Linked DNA regions of Gossypium hirsutum: region 1 is linked to region 2. Evidence: chromatin contacts called from public Hi-C data. All regions are on one chromosome and are shown on one strand. The core of a region is the stretch at or near the end of the contact, and the rest is flanking DNA. Distances in the headings are between cores, read along the strand shown. Region 1 holds the start of LOC107889014 (triose phosphate/phosphate translocator, chloroplastic). Region 2 holds the start of LOC121206016.

Region 1 (6,570 bases), core at 2,919-5,418, 420 kb after region 2:
AATCCAAGAACAAGAACCAAAGTAGACAAAGAAATATATAAGTACCAAAGTGAACCTAATTGAAAAAAAAATTATCCCAAAATAAAAGATAAATAAATAAAAGTAAAGCCCTTGTACATCTACTGCATAATTAAAGAAAAAAACAATATATGACTAGGTTGATATATAATCTAAATCATCTAATTTGAAAACCTGCCAGTTGGGAAATTTATACCAAAAGTTGTGATGTTTATATAAAAAATTTTAACATGTACACTTCAATTAGAAATTTCGGTATATGCTTTCTTGTGAAACGTAGAGTAGAATTTTCCGGGTTCATGCAACTCATTAAAGCTTCTAAAGGAAACAGTGCTTAATCTGAGAGGAAAGTAGGTGTGATCATACATTATTTTCAGTCTGCTTGAAAATTAGAGATGGTTTTGGGATACTAATTAAAAGAAAACTGATGGAAATAATAATTATTATAATTGAACAAAAACAGAAGCAGGATATTCAATGTCATCTTTTTCTTTTAAATTTTTTTTAAAAATCTTCATGAGGAAAGACCTAACTTTACACCCCCTTTCCTTTGCTTCCTCCATTTCCTTGCCTCTTTTCTTCTCATGCTGCTTTCATTTGCTGCAATAATAATAAATAAATAAATAAATCCCATTTGCATTATTTTATTACAATAATTTCAGCTTTAACAAAAAAAAAAGTAAAACGGTATTTAAGATGCCCCTTCCTTGCCCATTTCACTAGTTAAATAGACCCACCTACTTCCAAAATTCCCGACCCAGTAATATTAAACACATCGCATTCGTGTTTATGACATTCATACATTCCAATCGTTGTGTTTATGTTTATACAACACGCAGACATGGATTACACAGATTGTCAGGCCAAAAACCAGGCAGATTTAAGAATCTGAATATCCGGACCGTTCAATTCTAAATTGAAGGTCAATGGCGAGTGCAATTAGTTCTAAGTTAAATCGTGTGTGTGTGTGTATGTTTTGGTAAGAATGTTTCTTACTTACTCGTTTCTCTTCTTCCATCCTGGCCTTGATGAAAGAGTACATTGCCACTCCAGCAATAGCTATGGCTGTTCCAATACCTGTCTGCGTTGAAATCTTGTTTCCTGTAAGAAGTAGATCGTTCAATATTCAGCCTGAAGAGTTACATCCTGACAGTAATCCGAAAACAGAGTATAAGCAAAGATTAAGATTTAAACTTACCAAAGGCCAGGATTGAGAAGCCAATGACAAACACACGTTTCAGCACATTGCCAACTGCATGAGTGAGTGGTGCCACCCGCTCTAGTGTGTTGGTAGCCAACTGAATACCAAAAAAATCTTCATCAGCTTCATCCGTACATATAAGGGCTTTACTAATGAGCGACGCATAAGACACTGTTCAGAGTATCACTCTTATTTTCAATACATTGGTGTAAGAGTGCTTTCAGGGAACTCATTAGCAAAATCATATGTCAAGAGGCATCATGCTTGGATTAGATGCATAGAATCATAAATCAACACGAATGGAACTTCAAACAATGAAAATAAGGATAAGATAATGTACCTGATTGTAGAGATGGTAAAACATACCCACCCAAAAGAGATCCGAGATGAATTTAGTCATACCAACTTTAGCAATAGCATCAGTGAAACCATGCTTCATTAATTGAGGGCCCTCGAACTGCAATGAGGGAAACGAGGTTTAAGCGACCGTGGGCTCTAGGTTCGAAAGTGTCTAAATATCTGCAGTTGCCCTCAAATTTTTACTTACAATGATGGCCGGAGGAATACAGACGAAGAGCGCAATGATGGAAATATAAGCGTAGACATTTGTACTGTCCATATCGGTCTGCATATATACGAAAAACCGACAAATATCATAAAATGCTTATCACAATAGAGGGTCAAAAATATAAAGGAAGTGAAGAAGAGGAAGAAAGGAGCTCTGTTTGATTCTTTCAAAAAGGAACTGCGAAGAGTTTCAAAGAAAGTCACCATAGCTTTCTTGGAATAGATACTCCTGTAAGTGAATGAAATGTTAGAAATCATTGCACTAATGAAACCCGTCCAATTGAACGACAGCTCAGTCAGTGATGCCATCGATACACCTGCATGCATTTTGGGTTAAATGATACCCAAACATGGAGACACGTTAACAATTCAAGTGCAAATTGCCAATCTCGTAATAGAGTTCTAGAGTTTGTTTATCTACACAATTAGAGCTAGAGCACAATTGATACTTGAGCCAATTCAAATGAGATGACCGAACAAAGAATAGAGAAATCACCAATAACAACAGGAGCAAGAGACAGCCATAGAGTTAATGGAATGGATTGTCCAAGTATGAATTGGGAAGCAGCAGCATTGAAGAAAGGCTCAAGAGCTGAAAAAAACAACAACAAACTAGTTATCAATAGGCTACACCTGACATAAAACCACATATATTTAAAATATCATCCTTAACTATGTTAGTCGGAAGTTGGTGTGAGTGTTGAGACAGGCAAGTGTTCAACACGCCATGTCTGAAAAAGTGTCAGACATGAGTGTTGGACATGAATGCTTCAAGAAAAATAAAGAGTTGGGAGCAACATAGCCTGCACAAGAGAATATATAGATACATATAATGTCATCATCACCTTTGATTGTGTGGGTGAAAGACACAGCAACAGCTGCAAAGGAGACATTGCTAGTTACATGGCCCAATGCATGGCATACGGCAACAGGGATCAACAACTTCAGTAGGTTTGAATCAATAGGCTACACACAGATTTACATAAATCATCAGTGCCACAATAGCGACAAATTCTCGGGTTTTCCTCAAAAAGAACTTTAGCAGGTTATAACATGTTGCATTTTCCCCACATTGAGGATTCTTACAGCAGCTAACACAACTAAAAGATTTGTAAGAAACTACGTTGTAATATTAAGATGATGGGATTTAATTCCTTCACTTACAGCTCGCTTAGGGAGGCCAACGGCCCAGCCGATCAAACAATATATCACCCCAACGAACAAGTGAATAACTGACACAAAACTGCATAAAAAATGGCATCAAACCATTACTATTCAATGGGAAAGAAAAAGTAAAATTCTGGTTTTGGATTCTCTAGTGTAAAATTTTGAAATTTAATCTCTATACTTATAATTTCACATAATTTGATCCTCTCCAATATTATTAGCAGGTCTAAATTGATAATGCTGGTAACTGCGGCCGTAAACGTGAAATTCACGAATCTGCTAAAACTATTAACCCCGTTATTAATCAACCATTAAGACATTAAAAACTGCAATTAACAGTATTATTTGGACCTACAAATAATATTATAAAAGTAAAGGCATTATTCCACGTTAAAGTTGAGTTAGTAGATGGACTAAAACTAAGATTAGACCAAATGATAAGTTAAAAATTCCCCAAAAAAACAAGAAAAATGATATAAAAACTCCAATTACTTACTAGGGATAAGGGAAGTAATTGTAGATCTTCTTGTTGAGAATGTTAAAGATTACATTTAAGAAGTACCTGGAAGGATAAAAAATAGAATTAAAACACGATGTTGTAAATTGAAATTTAAAAAAAAAATTGAAGTAAATTTGACTGTTGACCGAATCTTAACCACGGTTCAAACCGCCGAACATTTGACGGCTAAACACGCCGACCGGTTTTTTTACCTACCACATGAAGAAGAAGAAGCCAGTAACAAGAGCGGGATACTTTTGGAAGAATCCAACCGGAGCGATCTCAGCGTCCCTGCAATATCACCGAATCAGTGAGTCAGAGAACTAAGGCGTGGACGAGTTTGACCGAGTCAGAACGGAGGAAACGGACCTCACCCGGCGGAATCGCTTCCTCCCCCGGCCGCCGACGACGCGGAAGCTAGAACCGGCTTCAAAATCTCCCGTTTATTGACCGGCGAGATCTCGAGCAACAGCGACGGCCTTAGCTGTCTCCCCCATATCACGTTCCCGCCTTCTCCGACGGCTCCGATAGGCTTAGCCGAAGCAAACGAAACACTGAGAGAGTCTCGCGAAAGCTTCGGCCTGATCTGAGGCAAGCCGGCGATGGTGGAAGCGCGTGACAACAACCGCGACTCCATTGTTACTGAGAGGAAGAGAGAATCAAATGGCTATCCCCTTAGATAAGAGTGAGCTCTTTAATGGAGGGAAAAGAATTAAGAAATTAACAGATTTTTCATTTTCTATATTTATTTTGGTTTATTTCTAAGTTTAGTCCTTATACTATTCTAAAATTTGATATTTAATCATTTTATTTTAATTTGATATAATTTATTATTGGTGTAGGGTTGAGCAAATTTTTTTATTTCGAGAAATCAAAAACCAATTTAAATCATACCACAAATTAACAAACTATCATTACTCCAACTAAATCAATTTTTATTTTATTTCATTTATAATTAATTTTAATTTTTATGATGTAAAAATAAAAATTGTAAGGTTCAGTTGACATTTTTTCTGTGATAACAATAAGAAAGATATGAATTTAAGAGCGTTTAAACACATGTTATTTATTATGGGTGTGTTATAGGCAATAGTAGTAATTTTTTATATTTTTTATTTAAAATAGTAAAAACAACATAAAAATGCTATGTGTTTGTTTTCAAAAATAATATATTTTATATGAAAATTTATTTTTAAAAAATATTAATAAAAAATTCTTAAAATTTTATTAAATAATTTTCACAACTCATAAAACAAAGTTCATTTTGTCAATATAAAGTCTAAAACTCAAAATTAGTATGTAAAAATCGAGAAATAAATTGAAGTATCACAACCAATTTAAACAAATTGATCAAATCGAATCGAACTCAACCCTAATTGTTTAAACATGTGACAAGATTCCACGTGACTTACTGGTAGTGTGGTCGAGTAACAATAAAAAAAACAATCATGTTATCACTTTAATTACAACAACTAATTGTGTATTTTATATATTAAAAAAAAAGAAATCAAATTATGTCGAATTAAGGTAAAAGATTAATCTCAAAAAAATTAACATAGTCAAGGGACTAAAACCAGAATTACACCTTTCTTTTTTTTGTTTTTAAAATTATCGATTAATTCTATTTTATTGGTCCTCGATTCTCAAAAAAAATTACGTCGTTTTGGTCGCCTGCGGCAAGGTACAGGCGAATACGCTGTATACTCTGGCTTTTTGACGTATAATAAAGATCAGAAACCGAGGAGATTATTAATCAACGGTGGAGAAAGCATTGAAATAGAAATGAAGAGATTGAGATGTGGGGCCAGATCTTATCCCCTGTGTATGGCTGGTGAAGACAGATATCTCGTCCAATTGTTTACGAGTGGCTTCTATTTTGCCTTGTTTTTGCAAATATCCTTATCGTCTCCCATCCCCTTTCCATTATTTGCTTGAAAGTAAATGTTTACAATTCCACTTTTAGTCCCTCTATGATGCTTACTCTTATATTTTAATCAATCTATTTTAATTCGATACAATTTAATGCTCTATTTTTGGTTCAAATGGATATCATCATATGTTGCTACCCTTAAAAATGATAACATGAATTTCTATTAGTGTTATTTGGTCATAGACAAGGTCAATCAGTAATATATTTATATGTTAGTCACTATTTTAGAAATAAGATTAAATTATACCACAAGTCTTTGTACTATTTAAAAATTTGAAATTTATTCTCTATACTTTTATTTTTAAAATTTTAATCTTTTTTTAGATTTCAAAATTTTAATACAATTGTTAACTGTTGTTAACATTATTTCGTTAAATTTAAGTTCATTACAACTTCATTTTTTTAGTTATATGACAACCAAGTGATTTTTTTTTTAATTTTAAAATGTCATACCAACAAATTTAACAAAATAATTTAACAACAGATGTGTTAACTATGATGGAACCTTGTACATCTAATGCAATTATTTGGTAAGTTTTAGTTTTAGTTATATAGCTTTGAGAGTAAAGTTGTCTATATGTCAAGTTGAGCTTTATCGTTTCAATGAGAGTAATATATTTATAATATAATTTGAGTTCTTGATTAAGTTGATGTTATCTTCAATCAGGTCATTTACTCGGTTAGAAAGTTATGAGAATGTCCTTTTATAATTAAAATAAGTAACATTATTTCAGAGTATTTTAATTTTTTATTTAAAAAATAATAAAAATATGCATATGGTGAGATTGAAAGACAAATTCATTAGTAAAACTTTTATTTTACCATTCAACTAAAGTTTTATTTTGATATTTTTGTACATTTTAATTTTTTTATACATACTTTATTACCTCCATAAGTTGTATATCTATATACTAATCTTTAAAATCCCAACTGAGTTGGTGTCGCTCTTTAATCAGGTCACCAACTTGGCTAGAAAGTTACGAAAATGTCATTTCGTAATTAAAATAAGTAATATTATTTGAGGGTATTTTAGTCTTTTTGCTTTAAAGAAAATCAATAAAAATATGCATACGGTGAGAATTGAACCCACACTAATTGTATTAGTAAAACCTTTAATTTAACATTCAATTGAAGCTTTATTTTAATATTTTTTATACATTTTAATTTTATTATACACATTTTATTACT
Region 2 (6,560 bases), core at 266-2,765:
TGATTTTAGCACAACTCAAGCACAACATATCTAGAGTGATTGCAAGCACTTAATATGATAAGGAAATCAACCCTAAATAGTCCAGCGGCAAGTAAAAATCGACAAAAGAATTGTGCATTCACCAAACTAGAAAGGACAACAACAAAACCATCCTTAAAATCACTTGTAAAACTAAGGTTACGTGCATAAGCAAGATTAAAAAAATGTGCTACAAAAGCAGACAAAAATTTCTAAAACTGAAAACTTATTAAACAATGAAAAAACAAATAAAAAAATATAAAACTTAAGACAACACGGGATCAAATCGACTAGTGAAATTATTTATTATTTTGAAATACTCTCAAAATATAAACATATTAATAAGCTGACGAAGAGCCACCACCTTTCCAAGAAAAAATACTGGTGGTCGATGGAGTTTTAGCGAACAACCGGTGTCATCATCTGTCTATCATAACTTGTGAAAACAACAAAGATAACCACAAGACAGATATGCAAATTGAGAAGAGAAAAGACCCGCGGAGTGAATGAGAAGAAAAGAATGTTGGTGGGAAGGAGAAAAAGGTAGGTGACTTTTTTTAAATAGACTTCGGGATAGACTTTTTATTTTTTGAATAAGAAATCTGACTGGATTTATTTATATGACTAAAATACATGAAAGCAGAGTTTGGGCTAAAATCCATAAAAATAGAAATAAAAGAAATCAGAAAACAGAAGTAAAGGTCTATTTAGAATCGGGCCTAAAGAGAGAACTAGTATAACTAGCCCAATTCGTCTGAATTTAACTAGACTAAAATAGGAACTAAGACTTATCCTGTGCCAGTCAAATCAAACAGCTGGAAACCAATAGCTGTCATCTTTTCAAATCAACCGTTCCAGCCATTAATTATAGCAGGTTTTCAAAAAATGCATTAACTTCTCATCTGCTACTTTTCACTTCACAACTTTTCATTTCTTCTTTCACTCAGTCTGGAGCTTTTGGCCAAAAACTCTCCACTGCTTGGTGAACCGAATCTGGGATTCCTCCAATCAGGTAAAAGCTTTCTCTTCTCTTAAGGGCTTCATTTGCTATAACATGAGCGTAGACATTCTTTGCCTTAGGAATAAAATGAAAGTCGATCTCTTGGAATCTGTCTTTTTTGCTTTGTATGTCTCTGATAATTGCTCCAATGACCGATTTGTCTGTATCAATACTTTGGCATTTCTTAATGATAGTTTTCGAATCTCCCACTACTTCTATTTTGTTTAACCCCATAGAAATCCCTAATTTTATTGCCTGTAATATTGCATATACTTCTGCCGTGAACGGAGTTGCTATCTCGGAGTGCATGACTGCCTTCGGTGCGAGGATCTCCCCCTCCTCGTTCCGTACGAGCAAACCTGTAGTCGATCTGGACGATAGTCGGTTGAAGGCTGCGTCAAAATAAACTGTGATCCTTCCCCTTCTACGTATTTGTTGAGTATTTTCAGCTGGTTGAAGAGTAAATCTTTTCTCCTCTATTGCATCCAGTTCTACCATATAGTTCTGAGTTTGTCTTACTATTTCGATTCCTGTTATATGTCTTCTTTCATATAATAACTTATTTCTGCTGAACCAGATTAACCAAAGACCACAACAAAATAGCCGGATCTACTCATCTGTTCCTTTATCAAAGACCTAGGTAAACCATTGCCACATATTCAGATTATTATGGCCTAAAACCCATGCTAGTCTTAACTGATTCCAAACTTTGATTGTAGATGGACATTGTTGAAAAATATGAGTGTTGTACTATTCTTCTTGGCGAAATCTAGGACATTGGGCATCCACCACAACCCTCTTGAGCCTAAGGTTGACAAGAGATGGAATGAAGTTCCAAGATATTCTCCAAACTGTAATTTGAATTTTTAAGGGGATGTATAATTTCCATAGTTTTCTGTAAAAATTTCTAATTTCGGTCTATAAAATAATAGTAGTAGAATCCAAGCAAATTTCATGTAATAGCTTGTAGGCACTCCTAACGGAGAACTCCCCTGTCAACTCCCCTCTCCATACTTAAAAATCTTCGTGTGCTGTCTCCGCTAGCGGGATCTTCAGAATTTTTTCCGCTACATCCATTCGGAAGGTATTCCTTATGACCTCTGTTTTCCAGCTTCTATTAGTGGCTTCGATTAAATTTGAAACTAACTTAATATTATCATTGTTGTCTTGATTCGATATTCTATCTGCTTCATTTCCTGATATCCATAAATCATCCCAAACAGATATTTGATCCCCTCTCCGAACCCTCCACTATAATCCTTTCTCTAGAAGCCCTCTTGCAGCCCAGACACTTTTCCAGGTAAGCAAAGGTAAATTTCCTAACCGAGCCTTGTAGAAATTAGAATTAGGATAATATTTTACCTTCAAAACGCGGGCTAATAATGAATTTGGGGAATTGATAAGACGCCACCCCTGTTTGCTAAAAAGGCAACATTAAACTTCGCAAGATTTCGAAACCCAAGGCCACCATCTTCTTTTAATAAGCATAAATCTTTCCAAGCGCACCAATACTAGAATTTAACTATTATGACCTCCAATTCAGCACATAGAGTTTTAAGAAGTAGAAAACAAGCCATCGTATAAGTTGGGATAGATTGGAGTATAGCTTTAATAAGAACTTCATTTCCTCGTTGGGAGAGATATCTTATACTTCAATTGTCAATTCGTTGTTTAAATCTATCCTTCAAATTTTGAAATGACGACCTCTTTTTCCTTCCCACCATATTAGGGAGCCCTAGATATCTTTCTAGATCAGTTGACCTTACTCTATGTTCGAAACTGCAACCCTTTCCCCTTCTTGTGTATTTGAACTGAAGAATACAGTCGATTTATCATAATTAACACATTGACCTGAGCTCCTCTCATACTCATTCAAAACCTGTTTTAGTGACTGTGCCCGCATTTCAGTAGCTTCTGCAAGTAAGATACAGTCATCTGCAAAGAGTAAATGAGAGATGGTTGGCCTACTTCGACAAACTTTAACTCCTTTTATAATGTTTCTTGTTCTCGCCAGCCGCATTAGACTCGAAAGCCTTTCCCCACAGAGTAAAAACAAAAACGGACTGAAAGGGTCCCCTTGTCTAAGACCTCTAGATGGAAGAAAATTTTCTCCTACATTTCTGTTGAAAACTACACTATGATACTGTAAACACATAATTCATTAACGAACTAACCCATCATGGGTCAAATCCCATTTTCTTCATTACCTCATTCACAAAGCTCCATTCAACCCTATCATATACCTTACTCATGTCTAGTTTCACAGCCATAAACCTTTTTTTTCCTGTCTTGTGCTTTAAAGTGTGCAGAACCTTATAAGCTTGTAACACGTTATCAAAAATCAGTTTTCCTGAAATAAAAGCATTTTGTGTTGAATCAATGCATTCATGAATCACTGCCCGAAGCTGTTTAGCAATGACCTTAGCTATCAATTTATAAATCACATTCCATAAGCTAATTGGCCTAAATTGAGTAATACTGGAAGGATTTAGAATTTTTCGGATTAGTACAATATTTGTTTTGTTGATCGAGCATAATTACATACTTTCATTTAATCTTTGAAGGCAAAAAGTAGATACATTCTCCCTAATGAGCGGCCAACATTTTTTATAGAATAAGGCTAGAAAACCATCATCTCCTGGTGCTTTTGTAAGACCTAATCCTGATAGAGCTTCTCTTATTTCCTCCTTGGTGTATCTTGTCTTTAATTTCTCATTATCTTCCTCAAAAATGCATCTGTCAATTCCGAACAAGATTTTAAAGAAGTTATCTTGTCTTCCTGTTGAAAATAATTTCAGAAAATATGATCTAGCAATTTCTTCCATCTCTTTAGCCTCCTCTGTCTCTATGCCGTCTTCAAACTGCATATTGTGAATAAAATTACACTTTTTTCTTTGGGTCGCCTGCTTATGAAAAAAAGCTGTATTTTTGTCTCCAAGTTTCAACCAATTTATTCGGGCCTTCTACTCTTAGTAGCAGTCATCCTTTTCAATCTCAAAATTCAAATTAATCTTTGTATTACTAAGCTCTGCCAAATTTTCATCACTTCTATCAGATTCTAGTAATTTTGCCAGCTTTGATGTTAGGACCTCTGTTTTCATTTTTTTGCACCGTCAAATTTGGTTTGCCCAACTCGTTAAACCTCTTTTGATATCATCTAGCTTGCTGAAAAGATCACTTCCGGCATTTTCCCAATACATTTAACTTCCTTATAAAATGTTTCCTCCAAAACCCACCTGGCCTCAAACTTAAAAGTTTTTTTGAATCAACCTTCCAACTCTGTGCTCTGTACTAATAAGAAGTGGACAATGGTCCGAGAATGAATGGGGGAGATGTTTAATTTGAAAATTTGGGAATAAAGAAATCCATTCTTCCGTAGGTATACCCCTATCTGACCTCTCTTGAATGTTCGTTTCTGGGAGGTTCCCTCTTTCCCAAGTAAACCAACTACCTGAATAACCCACATCTACCAAGCTACAATCAGCTAACTTCTTTCAGAAAGCTTCCATTCTTCTCTCATCTCTAGGTAGACCTCTTTTCTTCTCAAAGCCATATAAGATCTCATTAAAGTCCCCACAAACCAGCCATGGATACTCTTCGTTATTACTTAAACGTCTCAACAAATTCCATGAATCATCCCTATCATGTGTGTTAGCAGAACCATAGAAACCTATAAATCTCCACTTCTTCTGATCACCTACATCCTCAATAATCACATCAATATGTCGATTAGAGAAACTTTGTAGCATTATATTAGCATCCCCTCGCCATGCTAAACTTAGTCCCCCTTTAGAACCAACTGAATCAACATCAATACCAAAATGAAACCCGCAACTCCGCCAAACTTTTTCCATTTGATACTTATTAATTTTTATCTCCATAAAGAAGAACACTTGGGGATAATGTAATTTCAGCCTATGCCGAAGTCTTCGAACTGTCCATGGATTCCCCAGACCATGGACGTTCCAACTTAAGATTTTCATTGCGGTCGGTCGGCCTGCCTCTTGACAGCCGGCGATAATAAATGAGTAACTTCAGACATTCTCCGATTTCTTCCCTCATGGTACTGCTTTCTTCAATGTACCCTCTAGGCCTCTTTTTCCCCTCCTCTCCTATAATCACCTCATTCTCCAGATCATGATCCATTGTCGTTTGAATTTGACCACCCAATGTTTCGTCATTCTCTAGGCTTAGGTGAACCTTTTTTCCTTCCAAATTGAATCCTAAGATAGGGTCAATATTTGTATCACAGCCAAAACTTCTAACATCTCCCCATCTACTGTTTCCTCTGGGATTTGCATTAAGACCGCTCACAACTCCTCCTTCCTCCTTTAACCAAACACTACTCATTGTTTGGGCTCTTGTTGTCTGTGCACGTAAAGTCAGATCCCAGCCCATGTTAGCAATTTTTGCCCCTAGCTCCATCTTGGTTGTACAAAAGGAATCACTATGACCTAGACAGCCACAATAGAAGCAAAAAAGGGGTCAGTCTTTCATACTTGAATCTGACATAAGAGCATTTGCCACAAAACATGATTTGTATTTTCCTTTTTAGAGGGTGACGAATATCAATTTGAACTCTTATCCGCATAAAATTTTTATTCTCTTTCCCGAAACTCGAGCCATCGTACTCTAGAAGACTTTCTATAAAATTTCCCAATTATGCAGCCAAATTTTCAGAATAGTAACCCATGGGAATATCATGAACTTGTACCCAAAAGGGAGTTAGGGTTAAAGGGACTTTTAATGGATCCTCTCCCCTTTGCAACTTATGCAAAATTAAAAGATGATTATTAAACGTTCAAGGGGATCCTTTTAAAACCCTTTCCATATTCATGATGTGATAAAATTGAATATACTTTTTTTTAAATGGAGTCTTAAATATTAAATATCCAATACACTATTAATGTCATTGAATTAAATTAATTTATTTGGATTTATATTAATTTACCTTTACTTTAAAGAATAATTTTTTAATTTATATATTTATCGTAATACAAAATCATAATTTTAAAAATTAAATATTTGTATTAGTTTATTATTATTTTCTAAATATTAGTATTGTTGAAATGCTATAAAATGTAATTGATACATAAAGCCGAATCCGTGAATCATTAAAAAATTGCCTTAGTTGTATATAAATTATTTTAATAAATTATTAGTTTTTTAGTAAAAAAATATTATTTTTAATTTCATTTATTTAAATTAATACGTGCAAAACTTAAAATATAAAATTATTTAGCATTTTGAAAAATCGACTTATTATTAAATAATTGATTAAAAATACTTACTGCTAATACTTATTGTAAATAAAGTTATAATATGGTAAATTATTTATGAATTATTTACAAAATGATTTTAATAGATACATAGAAAGAACTCATGGGTATGTAAAGTAGTTTAATATATGTTAAAGACGCAATCATCTAAATGATTTCTTTGATAGTAATTTTCTCAAGTTGTTTATCTTAAAATTAAATCATTCAACTTACACATCTTCTTCTAATTATTTCAATTACCCTTTAATCTGGTGGGCGGAATA

The links. Hi-C and Micro-C count contacts between places; a contact is called where the count stands out from the background.
Region 1: a contact with region 2 is called in a Hi-C map of leaf, with 2.1 times the contacts expected there. The contact joins the promoter of LOC107889014 here to the promoter of LOC121206016 in region 2. A contact is called at or near these places in 2 of 34 Hi-C or Micro-C datasets (both in leaf).

Annotation. Positions count from the first base shown.
Region 1 is chrA09:60,589,566-60,596,135 of Gossypium_hirsutum_v2.1, forward strand. It overlaps LOC107889014 (triose phosphate/phosphate translocator, chloroplastic), which reads right to left and starts at 4,169. Exons shown (of 12, transcript XM_016813303.2): 1 at 3,827-4,169; 2 at 3,669-3,743; 3 at 3,450-3,515; 4 at 2,951-3,029; 5 at 2,632-2,752; 6 at 2,283-2,378; 7 at 1,991-2,103; 8 at 1,767-1,844; 9 at 1,560-1,676; 10 at 1,217-1,316; 11 at 1,019-1,119; 12 at 432-618. The coding sequence starts at 4,089. The coding sequence ends at 601.
Region 2 is chrA09:60,172,572-60,179,131 of Gossypium_hirsutum_v2.1, forward strand. It overlaps LOC121206016, which reads right to left and starts at 1,516. Exons shown (of 1, transcript XM_041076173.1): 1 at 962-1,516. The coding sequence starts at 1,516. The coding sequence ends at 962.